Regions from separate parts of the Mus musculus genome. Here region 1 is linked to region 2. A link is a contact called in public promoter capture Hi-C data. All regions are on one chromosome and are shown on one strand. The core of a region is the stretch at or near the end of the contact, and the rest is flanking DNA. Distances in the headings are between cores, read along the strand shown.

Region 1 (6,227 bases), core at 644-3,143, 700 kb after region 2:
TTTTCTAGGGTGTAGTTTTGCTCCTTATGTTGGTGTTTTCCATCTATCATTCTTTGTAGGGCTGGATTTGTTGAAAGAAATTATGAAAATTTGGTTTTGTCATGGAATATCTTGTTTTCTCCATCTATGGTGATTGAGACTTTTGCTGGGTATAGTAGCCTGGGCTGGCATTTGTGTTCTCTTAGGGTCTGTATAACATCTGCCCAGGATCTTATAGCTTTCATAGTCTCTGGTGAGAAGTCTGGTGTAATTCTGATAGGTCTGCCTTTATATGTTACTTGACCTTTTACCCTTACTGTTTTTAATATTCTATCTTTATTTAGTTCATTTGTTGTTCTGATTATTATGTGTCGGGAGGAATTTCTTTTCTGGTCCAGTCTATTTGGAGTTCTGTAGGCTTCTTGTGTGTTCGTGGGCATCTCTTTCTTTATGTTGGGGAAGTTTTCTTCTATAATTTTGTTGAAGATATTTACTGGCCCTTTTTACTCTTTTTCTGAAATGAGGTGTCTGTGCCATCCTCCAAGCAGAACCACTGTTCATTGAAACAGTTGATGAACGACTTCATGGATACACCTTCTTAATACACACCCCATTTTTTAAATGAATGTAACCTGTTCCCTGTGGTCCGAGAATGATGACAATCACTTTAGTCAAATAACTTTGTCCATAGCAGGAAATCTGTGTCCAAATAATCGTGCCTACAATTCATTCCTTGGCGCAGCAGAACTGTCAACTCTTAGCTTAGCTACTGTGGAGGTAAAATCCTTTGGTGATGTGAGGGACATTGAAGTACAGCCTTCTTACAATGAACTCCAATGTCTAAAAATTGTCCTTATTTTGTGTTTGTACCACAGTTAAGAGCCAAGATTTTAAACTCTACTAAAAACAAAACAAAACAAAACAAATAAACAAGCAAGAAGACTTTACCTATTTATGTTCATTTAATAACATGTCCATCATTTTTATGATTGGTATAAAATATATATTGTGTTGAATAAAGTAAAAAATAAAATAAAAAAAGAAAATGTATATTGATTCTATTTATTTGTTTGTTTGTTTGTTTATATAAGTGCAGTGCTTGTTATAACAGTTATAAAGAGGTAATAATGAGCTGCTTGATGCTTGATTTTAGACTGTAGTCCCAAATGATGAGAAGAGTTGTTTGCTGCCTTCCTCCTCCTCTTTCTCTTCCTCCTTCCTCTTCCCTCCCTTCCTTCCTTCCTTTTCTTCCTTTCTTGTCTTTCTAGCTCTCTGGCTTTTCTTTCTTTCTTTTTTTTTTTAAATGATTTTTAAAAAGGAGAACAAGGTTTTTGGGGGGTGTTGTTGTTGTTTCACAACTTGAAGAAAGGAAAAGAAGTGTTTAGTGGATTGCTTCTGCTGGAGAAGAGGAACAAATGGTAGACAAAGCTTTGAACACAGCATGGTCTCCAAGAAGGCCACTGTTAGATATAAGAACTGCGTGCTTGAGAAAGGCTCTGTGTGTGATGTTTGTAAGCATGGTATTTTAATTACATGTTCCATAATTTACGGGGATTCGTTTGCTTGTTGGTTTGTTTTGGTTTTGGTTTCTGAGGGTTAGAGATAAAGTTGTTGTGGGCGCTCAGTGTGAACTTAGTGTGAGGGGTTTCTAGGAGCTGCCTAGTACACTCATCGTGGACAAGAACCTTGTCTTGGAAGTGAGGCTCCCAGTCTCCCAGACTGTCAGCGGTGCGCGGTCCACTGTTGTCCTCTGGAATCTGGACACCCCTGAACTGGAGGTGGTGCTTGCCTGACTCTTATTTCCCTCTGGGCTTCTTGCTCAAGAGCTGTTTGCTAAGTTCCTTCAGCATTCTAAGCAGGAGAGTGTGAATGTTCCCAGCCATCGTTTCTTTAACTCTCCCCAAAGTGCAGGCCTTCCCATGCTTTGTAAGGACTTTCCCAGCTGAGCAGTGCTGGGTTCAGTTCTGTGTTTCACCTTTTATAGCCTGTTCGCCTTGAAAACTCGTGTTTATGTAGCATTGCTTGTGAAAGGTGAATATAACAAATGTGAAGCATATGGGTAGGAAAATAACACAACCCCAATGTAGATGACTCGGCAGGCTTACCTGCCTGTGAGACCGGGCTTCTCCCAGGCCTCAGCTCTGCTAAAGTGAGGTCCGACCCGGACACTCCCCACCAGGAGCCTGCGGCACGTTCACATCCTCCTTAAAGCTATGTAAGCTTAAATGAAAATGGCTTTCTTGCCAAACAATGATGCTGATTACATAGTGACCCTGGGTGGTCATTCACACGTTTTCTACATCCCCTTCCTTGTGTTCAGAGGAATCTTAGGCTATTCCTTTCTATGAGCTACACACAAAGAGAAACACCTCCTCACGTTGGTATGTCTGCGAGGCGTGCTCTCTTAGGGTCCAGCTCAGCAGCTCTTCCTTCTGTGCTGGGCATGAATCCTGCTCCATTCTGGGAGTAAACAACCTGTTGTTTCTCTTCTGAGCACATTTCTTCCTAATACAACAGTTCTCAGTCTGGTGCAGTGGTGCGGCCTGTTGTTCAAGGTCCGCTCTCAGGAGACTAGATTAGACGGAACCCATGAAGTTCAAAACTAACTGACTCTACTGAGACTCATGCTCACAGTTTTTTCCTGTGATTTTGACAGTGATATTTTCTCATGATCTTTATTATTGCCATAATACATGTTGTTGCATTTAGCTTCTTGAGTTGATATGGAATGAAAGGGTTACAGCCATAATTTAAGATATGGGCTGAAGAGGTGGCTCAACGGTTACAGGATGCTGGCTTTTCTTCCAGAGGACCTGAGCTTGCTTCTCAGTGCCCATCTGGTGGATCATCACTTTTTATAACTCGGTCTAGGAGACCATACACTCTGTCTGGCTTCCAACGACACCAGCATACATGGGTATACAGGCAAACATGCAGGCAAAAATACCCATGCACATTCAGGCGTCAGGTATTGATTATGGCTCTTAGTCTTCCCCTGTGCTTATTAGCTGTACCTGGTTTAATGAGCAAAGCTTCAAGGTGTGCTCCATAGCCTTGCATCAGAGAGAAGCTGTACTGTGATCCGGCAATGCATTTGTCTCCACAGACAGGCCCCCGGGGAAAAGAAACACTGCGCTGCGTTTTGCTGTTTCCAACTACCTGGTTTCCTTAAACAGTGAGAAGACCTGTACCTTAAAGGATTTTTCCTCCCATTTAGAATTCTTTCCAAGACTTTGTTCTTGTATGGTTTTGTTTTCTTTATTTTTCCTCCAAACCTTCTTTACAAATAAAATTGGCAATAATTAAGAAAGATATGTCTCTCAAAAATAGGGTCTTTCCATGTTACATAGTTTGCTCTCTGATGAGACAGAGGTATTTTTAATCCCTACCTTGTCGGTGGAAGAGACCATGAAGCCGTGCTTTTGACACTGGATGCTCTTCACTTGCTGCTGATGGTGGCTGCCTGTTTGAGTCTTCAGCTGCAGAAAAGGGCCTGCAAGGTCCATCTGCTCTTTGTCTTAGTGATGGCTTCTATTGTTATTGCTGTTCTTTTTTCTGTCTCCTATAGGTTTATAGGTGTTTTTTTCTGTTAATGTTTAAAATTAGATAGCAAAGACTAGGAGGCCTGCTCCCATGTCTTGGAGTTCCCAGCTGTCTGTATGGTGGCTATACTTGAATGTTCATATAAGGCACTACACTTTTGGTTGACATCATTTACGTTCATACAGCAAACCTCAAAATATTCTTTATTGCCTTAGTCTGCACTTCCAGGTAAAAGTTATATAAGGCTCAGAGAAAACTTATGTTCTCCTAATGTGCGTGCAAGCCAAAACTCAGTATAGTACAGTGAGTGCACCCAGTTCCAGGTGAGAACGGGCTTCAAAGCCAGCGAGCTCTCCTCCATGCATCACCCTGCTGAGGTGCACAGGAAGGACAGGAAGTGCAGAACAGCAGGTATTCTTTGCCACGACCCCAATTCAAACAGCCCTGTTACTGTAAAGGAAGGCACAAGAACAGATTGCTGGAGCTTGTGTCTGGTTGATGAAGTTGCGTGTATTCTGCCATCTTTGTGTGGAGCCAAATACTCAGCTCATAGTTGCTTGTTCTTCTGACCCTGGTAGGCGCTGGCTCAGGCCATACGGGAAGCGAGAGAGCAGCACCCTGATATGTCGGTCACAAGGGTGGTAGTGCACAAAGAAACAGAGTTGGCGGAGGAAGGAGAAGAATAAGGTAAGTGAGCCTGGCCATCCGCAGCCTTGCCTGGCTGCCCTGTGTCCCTGTTTGTGCAGTTCTCCATCAGTGTCTTCACCGGATGAGTTTCTCCACATTGTTGTTCTCTTCGAGCACAAACCTCTGGCTGGCTGTCTAGTGCCAATGGCCTTCTAAAGAAGCTGCCAGCAGTGGGCACTTACGCTCCTTCTCCCATCAAGTGTGCTAGTGCACTTGGTAGTTAGTAGTCACAGTGACTGCTGGGGGCGATGCTGGCACCTTTCTGCTAGATTTATAGTCTTTAAAATCTATATGTTAAACATTATGTATCAAACAGTGAGCTATAGAGAGAGCATAAAGCTAGTATTGCCTAAAAGTTTAAGATTTTAGCTGAACCAAAGGGGAAAATAGTGATAAGTGGTGTTTAATATAACCAGCAGAAAAGGACTAATATTCTCAACAAACTGGGAAATCTAATAATTTATGAAGAAAATGTAAACACTTCTGGAGAAAAATAGGCTAATGATCACACAGGTAAACCATTTGAAAACTTAAGTACAAACAAAAAACTTTGGCCTTATTCTTTTGCTTAAATCATTAAAAATTATACATCTAGTATAACATTTTTTACCCATGTGGTAAAAATGTATGTTTTAATCACTGCTTGGAGATTGTGAGAAGAAACCATAGTTACATACTATATATTTTATTTCTTAGAAGACAATTTGGAAAAACCTATCTCAAAGTATTTACATTATAGTTACCTATCTTTAAACTACCTTTGAGAATTTAATGAGGGCAGTGAGATGGCCCAGCAAGTAAAAGCTCTTGCTTCCAGCTAGACAACCTCAGTTCCGTCCCTGGGACTCATTTTCCAGATGGACAGCCTCAGTTCCACCCCTGGGACTTCTTGCCTGCAATGTTGGAGGACAAACTAGGGCCTGCAAATGCTCAGTTGTTTGTGTTGCTGTGATGAAACAGCATGATGAAAAGCAGCCAGGGAAGGGGAGGGCTGACTCAGCTTAAACTCCACACCACTCTTCATCATCAAAGGAAGTCAGGACAGGAACTCAACCTGGAGGCAGGAGCTGATGCAGAGGCCATGGGGGTGCTGCTTACTGGCTTGCCAGCCTGCTTCTTTATAGAACCCAGGATCACCAGCCTAGGGATGGCACCACCACGATGACCTGTGCCCTTCCCCATCAATCACGAATTTTGAAAATGCATTACAGCCACATCTTATGGCAACATCTTTTCAATTAAGGCTCCCTTCTTTCTGATGAGCACAGCTTCTGTCAGGTTGACATGAAATCAGCCAGTACAGAAGATGAGGTGGGGAAACTGCTATTGCTCCAAATGTTATCCATCAGCTTCTTACAAAGAAGAAAAACGGGGCTGGAAAAATGGGTCAGTGGCTGTACTTCTAAAAGAACTGTGTTTGGTCCCTGGACCCACTTTGGGCGGCTGCTTATCTTTTCAGGAAATTCAGTGCAGACTGTGAGCACCTAGATGTATGTCTTTTTTCTTTTAATTGAAAATAGATTTTTTATATAATATATTTTGATTATGAATTCCCTCCGAAAGCTTCTCCCAGCTCTTTTCACTATCTCACCCACTCAAATCTCTACCCTTTGTTTCTCTCATTCGAAAACAATCATTAAAAAAATAAAATAAAAACAAATGAACCAGAATAATACAAAACAAACAAAAACGAGCAAAAGAAAAAGCACAAGGAACACACAGACGCAAAGACATACCTTTGCATATACAGCAACCCATACAAGCAATGCAAAGACATACGTTTGCATATACAGAAAACCTATACAAACAAAAGTAGGAAACCATTTAAAAAACAAACAACCAAATAAAAATAAAACCTTGCAAAATATCATTGAAATTTTTTTGTGTGTTGTCCATCTACTACTGGGAAGAGTATGTGCCCTTAAGTGTGGTTTATATACACAGCAAGACTTCATTGGAGAAAACATTTTTTTTTCCTTTGAAAGCAGTTATAATTTAGAGCTAGCTTCTGGGTTAGG
Region 2 (6,818 bases), core at 687-3,186:
CCTGGACAGGAGGTGTGTTTATATATTTACTTTCTGTGCCTGTGCATGTGCATGTGTGCTGTGGGTTATGTACATGCTACGTAAGGGAAACACAGGGAGGTCAGAGGGCAACTTTGAAGAGTCATTTCTCTCCTTTCACTATGTGAGTCCTGAACACAGAACTCCTGTTCTCAGGCCCGTGTCAAGCACCTTGACCAGCTGACCATCTCGCCAGGCCTTGGAATTTTATACCCCTGTCCTACTTCCTGTTTTCTCTCTACTTCCTGAGTACGCGTGAGCACGACCAAGCAGCCTCTAGCTCCTGCTGCCGCGCCATCCACTGTGTCAGGATGGATCCCTTCACACTGTACTCCAGAATGAGCAGAGTGCTTCATGCTTAAATGGCTTTCTGTCTGCTATGTTGTTCTAGCAATGAGCAAAATAACTAACATACTGTGTAACACAAAAAAGCTAACATCTCTTGCATACTTAATTACCTGCTTGCTACCCATGTTTTTTCATTTAATGAGGAGAATCTATTTGCTTTGGTTGTCTTATCTTTTTTTTAAAGTCACTAGAATGAGTCCACTTATGAAACAAAATTTCATCAAGTAAAACTAGCAAATAGATTGATAGATAATAGATAGATAGATAGATAGATAGATAGATAGATAGATAGATAGATAGATATTTGTGTCTAGAATTTTCCACATGTAAGTATCAGTGCTTACAGAGTGCCACACTTCCAGCTGACTTCCAGTTAAGGAAAGAGCAGTGAAAAGATCCAGGAGAAAGGTGTTTCTCACATCTCACAGATTTCTGTGGCCTCACAAAGGTGAGTTAGCCTAATGTGAGGTGTGTGTGGTCAATGGATAGAGAACACCGAGCCATGCCTTTCTAGCCTGGATTCAGTGGTGCACTTATGAAGTGTGTAGCACAAGCTTGCCCAGTTCTTGCTCAATGTGTCCCTATCTGTGTAGTGCAGTCAATTCCCTGCCTGTGGCCTGTCAATTTTCCACTGATCCAAGCACTTACCGTGACAATGGTATAATGATTTGGGAAGGTTTTGGTGGGATACATAGCTCTCATATATTTAGAATGGATTCCACATGTTTCTGTAAGGCAATAGAGTAAGACATTAGGCAGGTGTTTATTGTGGATAACTAAATACCAGCATGTTTTCCAGAAACTAAAAAAGGGGTTAGACATGGAAAGAGGGTGGAATTCTGACCCTGAAACTTTGTCCATTTCTGGGAGTCAAATGGGCTTTTTTTTTTTTTTTCTGGGAAGAGTCAGGAGGCATCGATGTTAAACTTTGCAAGGCCATGTGGTTTCTGCTGTAGCAACTCAAATTCTATTCTTTTCGGGAATGCACCACAGGTGAGCCAATCCATACACAAGGAAACTCACTGAGATACAATAAATGTTACCGGTAGACATCAAAATTCAACTTTTACATGCCACAAGATTTTTCTTCTTCTCTTTTAAATCGTTAAAAACAATCCAGTTCTTAGCATATATGGAGTCAAATGCATTAAAGGCAGAGTTGGCTGAGGAGCCCCAACTTGCTGACCTTTAAGATAAAAATACCCTGAAATACACACTACTGGCAGTGCTTTCTCTTGGTTCCTCGCTTTATGTGTCTGATAGTTACAGTAACAATTTCTACCCAGAATTTGGCTCTCAGCTGCAGTTCCTACATTTAAAATATTGAGCATAACAGAAGTCACCAGTCAACTCTCCTCCGAGGCTGAAAAAGCATTTGAAGTGTACAACTGCAAAAACGGCGGAAAAAAAAAAGCGCCACCTGGTAAAATTCTCAAAGTTCACGCTGCAGCTTGTTATTTTTGGGTCAGTTTCCATCTATTGACGCTTCCTGTTAGGTGTTTTTCACAAAGTGTGGCATTAATTGTGCTCCCATTGTTCTTCTGTTTTCGGTGTGAGCAGTAACCCCAGGAGAGGAGGTCAGACCTGCTGGAGCACACTGCCATTTCCTGTGCAGCGTTAAGGCGAGGAGTGTTTCCACACCCAGGTCTCACGACCTCGAATTCTCAAAGCCCACTCTCCCATTATAGATTCCATCTAAGTTAAAACACAACGTGAAATTGGTCAAGGGCCAAAATGTCACACGCTCTGCAGCTGAAAACAACGCTCTCCCAAACAGCCTTGAGTTTGCTCAACTTCCCAGCCATGGTTTGTTTTTAATAAGATTCAGAAGTGTCCCCCATCAGACTCTGCTGGAAATCCATCTTGAGTCCGCTGTGTACAGCCCTCGATGCAAAGAGGGGAGGTGGAGGTTTCTTCTGCTTTGGACGTTATAAACTCAAATTACCATGAAGTTCTATGATAAAATAAAATGAGATTTAATCTACTTTCACCATTTAAAGAATGACATGGGAGAAAAAAAAATGAACAGGAAATATAGAGTCAGTTTCTGTTTTTATTTCCTTAGAAAATGGGTGGGAGGACTCAAGTTTGCAAATGCCGGAAGAAACTGGGTATTAATGAAGTGTAACTGAGCAGCCCCGCCCTAGGTATGTAATGCCCTAATCAGGACCCACCTGAAACTGTCCTCAGACTCGTCTATTGCTTTGTGTCCTGTGACTTAGCCAGGACACTAGAGGACAGCCTGCAGAAAGCATGGCCTCCCTGCAGTGTGTTTCTTCTGAATCTAAATAGAAACTTAAATTTAACCTAGATCCAACAGAAAGCCTCTAGCCAGACATGATGGCTTGCTTCTGTAGGAAAAGGAAGGCTATCAGGACAAGGTTTTGTTTTGACTACAAAACGTTGCCTAGAAAATATTAATTTTGTAACATAATTTATAGAAAAAAAACATTTTCAGAGAAACAAAAATCTAGGGCAGATGGCTCAGTTAGCTTCGTGAAGTTGAGAAAGCAAGTTTGGATCTCTAACACCCACATAAAAAGCAGGGCATGGTGGTATGCATCTTTAAACCTAGACTCGGGAGGCCAAGATGGGCAGATCTTTGAGAGGTCACCTGCCAGCTTGTCTTGGTGAACTGATGTACTCCAAATAAATTGATTGAGGAGAGTACCTGGTATCAGCTTCTGGCTTCTACATATAAGAGCACACGTATTCATGTGCATGTACAAACACTCAAGAAAGGAAAGAAAATGCTAAACAAACATAATCCAAAAATGCAAACAGGATAAGAATGCATAAGCAGGCTTACAGCCTCTACAACCATAAGGACAGATATGAGCTTCAAAGCAATCCTAATAAAATATGAACAAGACCTTGCCACAGAGTGACAACATACAAACAGTTCAGCAATAGCCACAGACTGGAGACGTGCCTTTTGATTGTTTACAAACCTTGCTTGTACCTTCCGAGAAGACTCGTCAAATGGCTAACCTGTTTTATATCCAGAATTCAGTGGAACCCGGAAAGTGTGTATGTGGGGGGGGGCGGTGTTGATCCTCCCACTAATTGCAAGTTGCGTGCCTAAACTCGTTACACACAGAGAATAGATTAAAGAGAGGTTGATGCTAGGAAGCTGAAGGAGGAGGAAGCCGTGTTGCTCTTCGTCCCACAAGTGCAGCCATTCAGTAGCAACACATGCATCAGTCCCTTCCGTGGGAACTCCAGAACCGTCCTCAGAGGCTCCAAAAGACAGGCACAGCCACATGGTAACTGCCACAGTCCCCTCTCAAACAGCATGGTTCTGTATCCCACGAGATCCTCTGGGAACCTCGAGGTTCCAGCTTTCCTCAGGGGGGAAAGAGAATTAGAACATCCTTCTAATGGCCAAACTTCCCAGCTAAACTCCAAGTGGCAAGTTTTTCTCTCGCCGGTTTTGAAGAGCTGGGGTGACCCAGCATATTCTAATTCCCCAGGAATCAAAGAAAGTAAGAAGGATGAACTAGTCTGTGCACATTCACCCAGTTCCTCATGTTGACTAAGCTCAGTGTGAGTAAGGAGTGGACCCCAGTCCAGAGACTTCCCTGGATTACATCTAATCCCCCGTCTTTTCAGGGTTTCTGCAGAAGAATGGCCTCTGAGCTGTCCACTGTCTAAGTTACTTTTCATGAGAAGGAAATAATAAACCTAACAAAAGCAGCTTAAAGGAAAGGGGATTTATTTTGGCTCACAGTCCTTTGTTGTAGGAAATTCAAAGCCACAAGAGTTTCAGGTACTTGGTCACATTGAATTCAAAGTTAAAAAACAGAGGACAATGACTGCCTTTCCTTCTCTGGGTTTTTTCTTTTCACACCATTCAGGATTCTACCTCGGGGAATGGTCCTACCATTCTGTATAGGTCTTGCCACTTGATCAAGACAAATCCCCCAGAAGCATCCCTAAAGTCCCAGCTCCCAGATGGTTCTAAATCTCATCAAGCTGACAACGGAGTATGTAAGCTAAAAGATGTATCTATTATACGAATTAGCATGCTGCCTCTCCATCATCAGAACAAGTGGAGCTCACGATTCCAACTGACTTCTCTGGGGTCAGAAAGAGTTAAAACCGTCTACTGATGATGAAACTGTGCTTTGGTCTTGCTTGCTTGGATGAGATCTGACATATATTTCATACCTGCACATCCCCTAAGAACAAAGAAAAAAGTTGAACCTACTATGAGATTGAGAGACCTCTAGCTTATATAGTATATAATCAGGCTGATTGGTAACTTTCTATTACAAACCAATATAGCGTGACTAAGAGAAGTGACTGTCTTGTCTAATAATAGAGCTGAATATAGTCTATAATTAGTAAAGGAACAATGAAGGCAACAAGAAAACAAGTTCAAAAGAAAGGAACAAGACAAATTTTCAGAAGCTTGCCTTAATTAAGCAGTAAAGTATGATTTCTCTAATAGAGAGCTAAAAATAGCTATTGCAAAGAGGCTCATTAGTGATACACAGACTGCATTCCATAAAATAGATAGACAGTATTTCAAATGTACCAAAAAAAAAAAAAAAAAAAAAGAACCGAAGGCTGCAATAACTTCACTGAAGACTTCCCCAGAGTTCTGCAAATTCAGACAATTCAGATCAAGAGGAAAATAGGTCAGAAAAGTCAAGGATTTCACTGGAAGTTATTCATACAGAAGAACAAAATTTAGAAATCATGACAAAGAGAAAATAAAGATGAGGAGTATTACAATCATCAAGTGGACCAATATACACATCGTGGGATTTCCAGAAGAAGGGGAGAAAGAAAGGGAGCTTAAAGGTTGATTCCAAGAAATAAAAGCTAAAGAATCAGATCTGGGAAAGGGGACAGACCTCCAATTCCTGAGCATCTACAGATACCCCAAAGACATGAAACTAAGCAAACCAACCATACTATTATACATGCAATAAAATTATCAAAAGATACATAATGAAAGCATCAGAAGGGGGAACCTCTGTAGGACTGTAAGTAGATCCCCCCCCCCAAAAAATCAGAAGTAAGAGGCTGGAGAGATGGCTCAGCAATTAAGAGCACTGACTGCTCTTCCAGAGGTCATGAGTTCAATTCCCAGCAACCATATGTAATGAAATCTAATGCCTTTTTTTTTTTTTTTTTTTTTTTTTGGTTTTTCGTGACAGGGTTTCTCTGTATTGCTCTGGCTGTCCTGGACTCACTTTGTAGACCAGGCTGGCCGTGAACTCAGAAATCCACCTGCCTCTGCCTCCCAAGTGCTGGGATTAAAGGCGTGCGCCACCACGCCCGGCTCTAATGCCCTTTTTTGGTGTGTCTAAAGACAGCAACAGTGTACTCACATACATTAAATAAATAAATAAATATCTTAAAAATCAGAAGTGAGTAAAATAATGAATTCAAAGTGCTAAAAGAAAGATTAAAAACCTACCAAACAACAACAGTGTATCCAGAAAAATTCCTCTCTGAGAAGATAAAGAGGAAGAGAAAGAGAAAGAGGAAGAGGAAGAGGAAGAGGAAGAGGAAGAGGAAGAGGAAGAGGAAGAGAAAGAGAAAGAGAAAGAGAAAGAGAAAGAGAAAGAGAAAGAGAAAGAGAAAGAGAAAGAGAAAGAGAAAGAGAAAGAGAAAGAGAAAGGAGAGACAGAAAAGTAGAAAGGGCGAAACAGGTTTCTACAGGAACCTGAGTTCATTAGCACCAGACTTGTCTTGAAAAGGATGCACACACGAATCACATAAGAAAGTCAAGAAACGCATGAGCAAAGGTAAGCATACAGACAAAGACAGACGATTTTAACTCTCTGCAAGTGGTAGCAAAACACATTTACTTCCAACATAAAACATAGAAAACAAAACAATAGTGTAACTAAATATGATGATGGATATATATTAATACATAGGTAGAAATTGTGACTGTGTTGGGGGGAAAGTGTCACGGTCTACACAGTTAAATTTGTTACTGTAAAATAGCCTGTTATAATCATAAGATGAAAATATGGATATAAGTGCCATGGTAAATACAAGGAAAATATCTACAGAAATTATATAAAATGAAATGGAAAAACTCAAAGCATGTTTTAAAAGTTGAGCACACAAGAATTTTTAAGAACTAATGCCAAGCATAAAGCAAGGTGTGGAAATGACACTAAGAGATCTTTCCATATCTCTGATTATGTAAAGCTTATACATCTAATAAAAAGATGAAGAGTGGATTAATATATTTAAAAAAACAACCCAAATATATGTTAATTATGAGACTTGGTTTCTATTTAAGAACACAGACAAGATCGAAAAAGCTATTGGATTGTGAACAAGTTTATACAAAATGTGTCATGTAAAGTGGGTACATTCAGAGGCCCACTATACGCACTGCACTCACAGACAATACTGCCTCATACACCTGAGGGTAGACCTAGTGCCAAGGGCTCTTATCAAAATACAGTAGAAGGCAGAGA

Evidence for each region. Capture Hi-C pulls out chosen DNA fragments and counts their contacts.
Region 1: a contact with region 2 is called in a promoter capture Hi-C map of adipose tissue, with 2.8 times the contacts expected there. The contact joins two enhancer-like sites. A contact is called at or near these places in 2 of 9 other capture datasets (adipose tissue and embryonic stem cells).

Annotation. Positions count from the first base shown.
Region 1 is chr10:25,508,873-25,515,099 of GRCm38.p6, forward strand. It overlaps Epb41l2 (erythrocyte membrane protein band 4.1 like 2), which reads left to right. Exons shown (of 20, transcript NM_001199265.1): 19 at 4,101-4,209. The coding sequence ends at 4,208. Among named protein-coding and RNA genes, the nearest start is that of Smlr1, 24 kb to the right of the region's middle. Within about 2 kb of position 1,894, at least 13 of the 459 cell types and tissues checked have an H3K27ac peak or open chromatin away from gene starts, as enhancers often do. A contact at or near this core is called in adipose tissue, where this site is marked.
Region 2 is chr10:24,808,840-24,815,657 of GRCm38.p6, forward strand. It overlaps Enpp3 (ectonucleotide pyrophosphatase/phosphodiesterase 3), which reads right to left. Exons shown (of 25, transcript NM_134005.2): 7 at 1,015-1,094. Among named protein-coding and RNA genes, the nearest start is that of Enpp3, 24 kb to the right of the region's middle. Within about 2 kb of position 1,937, at least 14 of the 459 cell types and tissues checked have an H3K27ac peak or open chromatin away from gene starts, as enhancers often do. A contact at or near this core is called in adipose tissue, where this site is marked.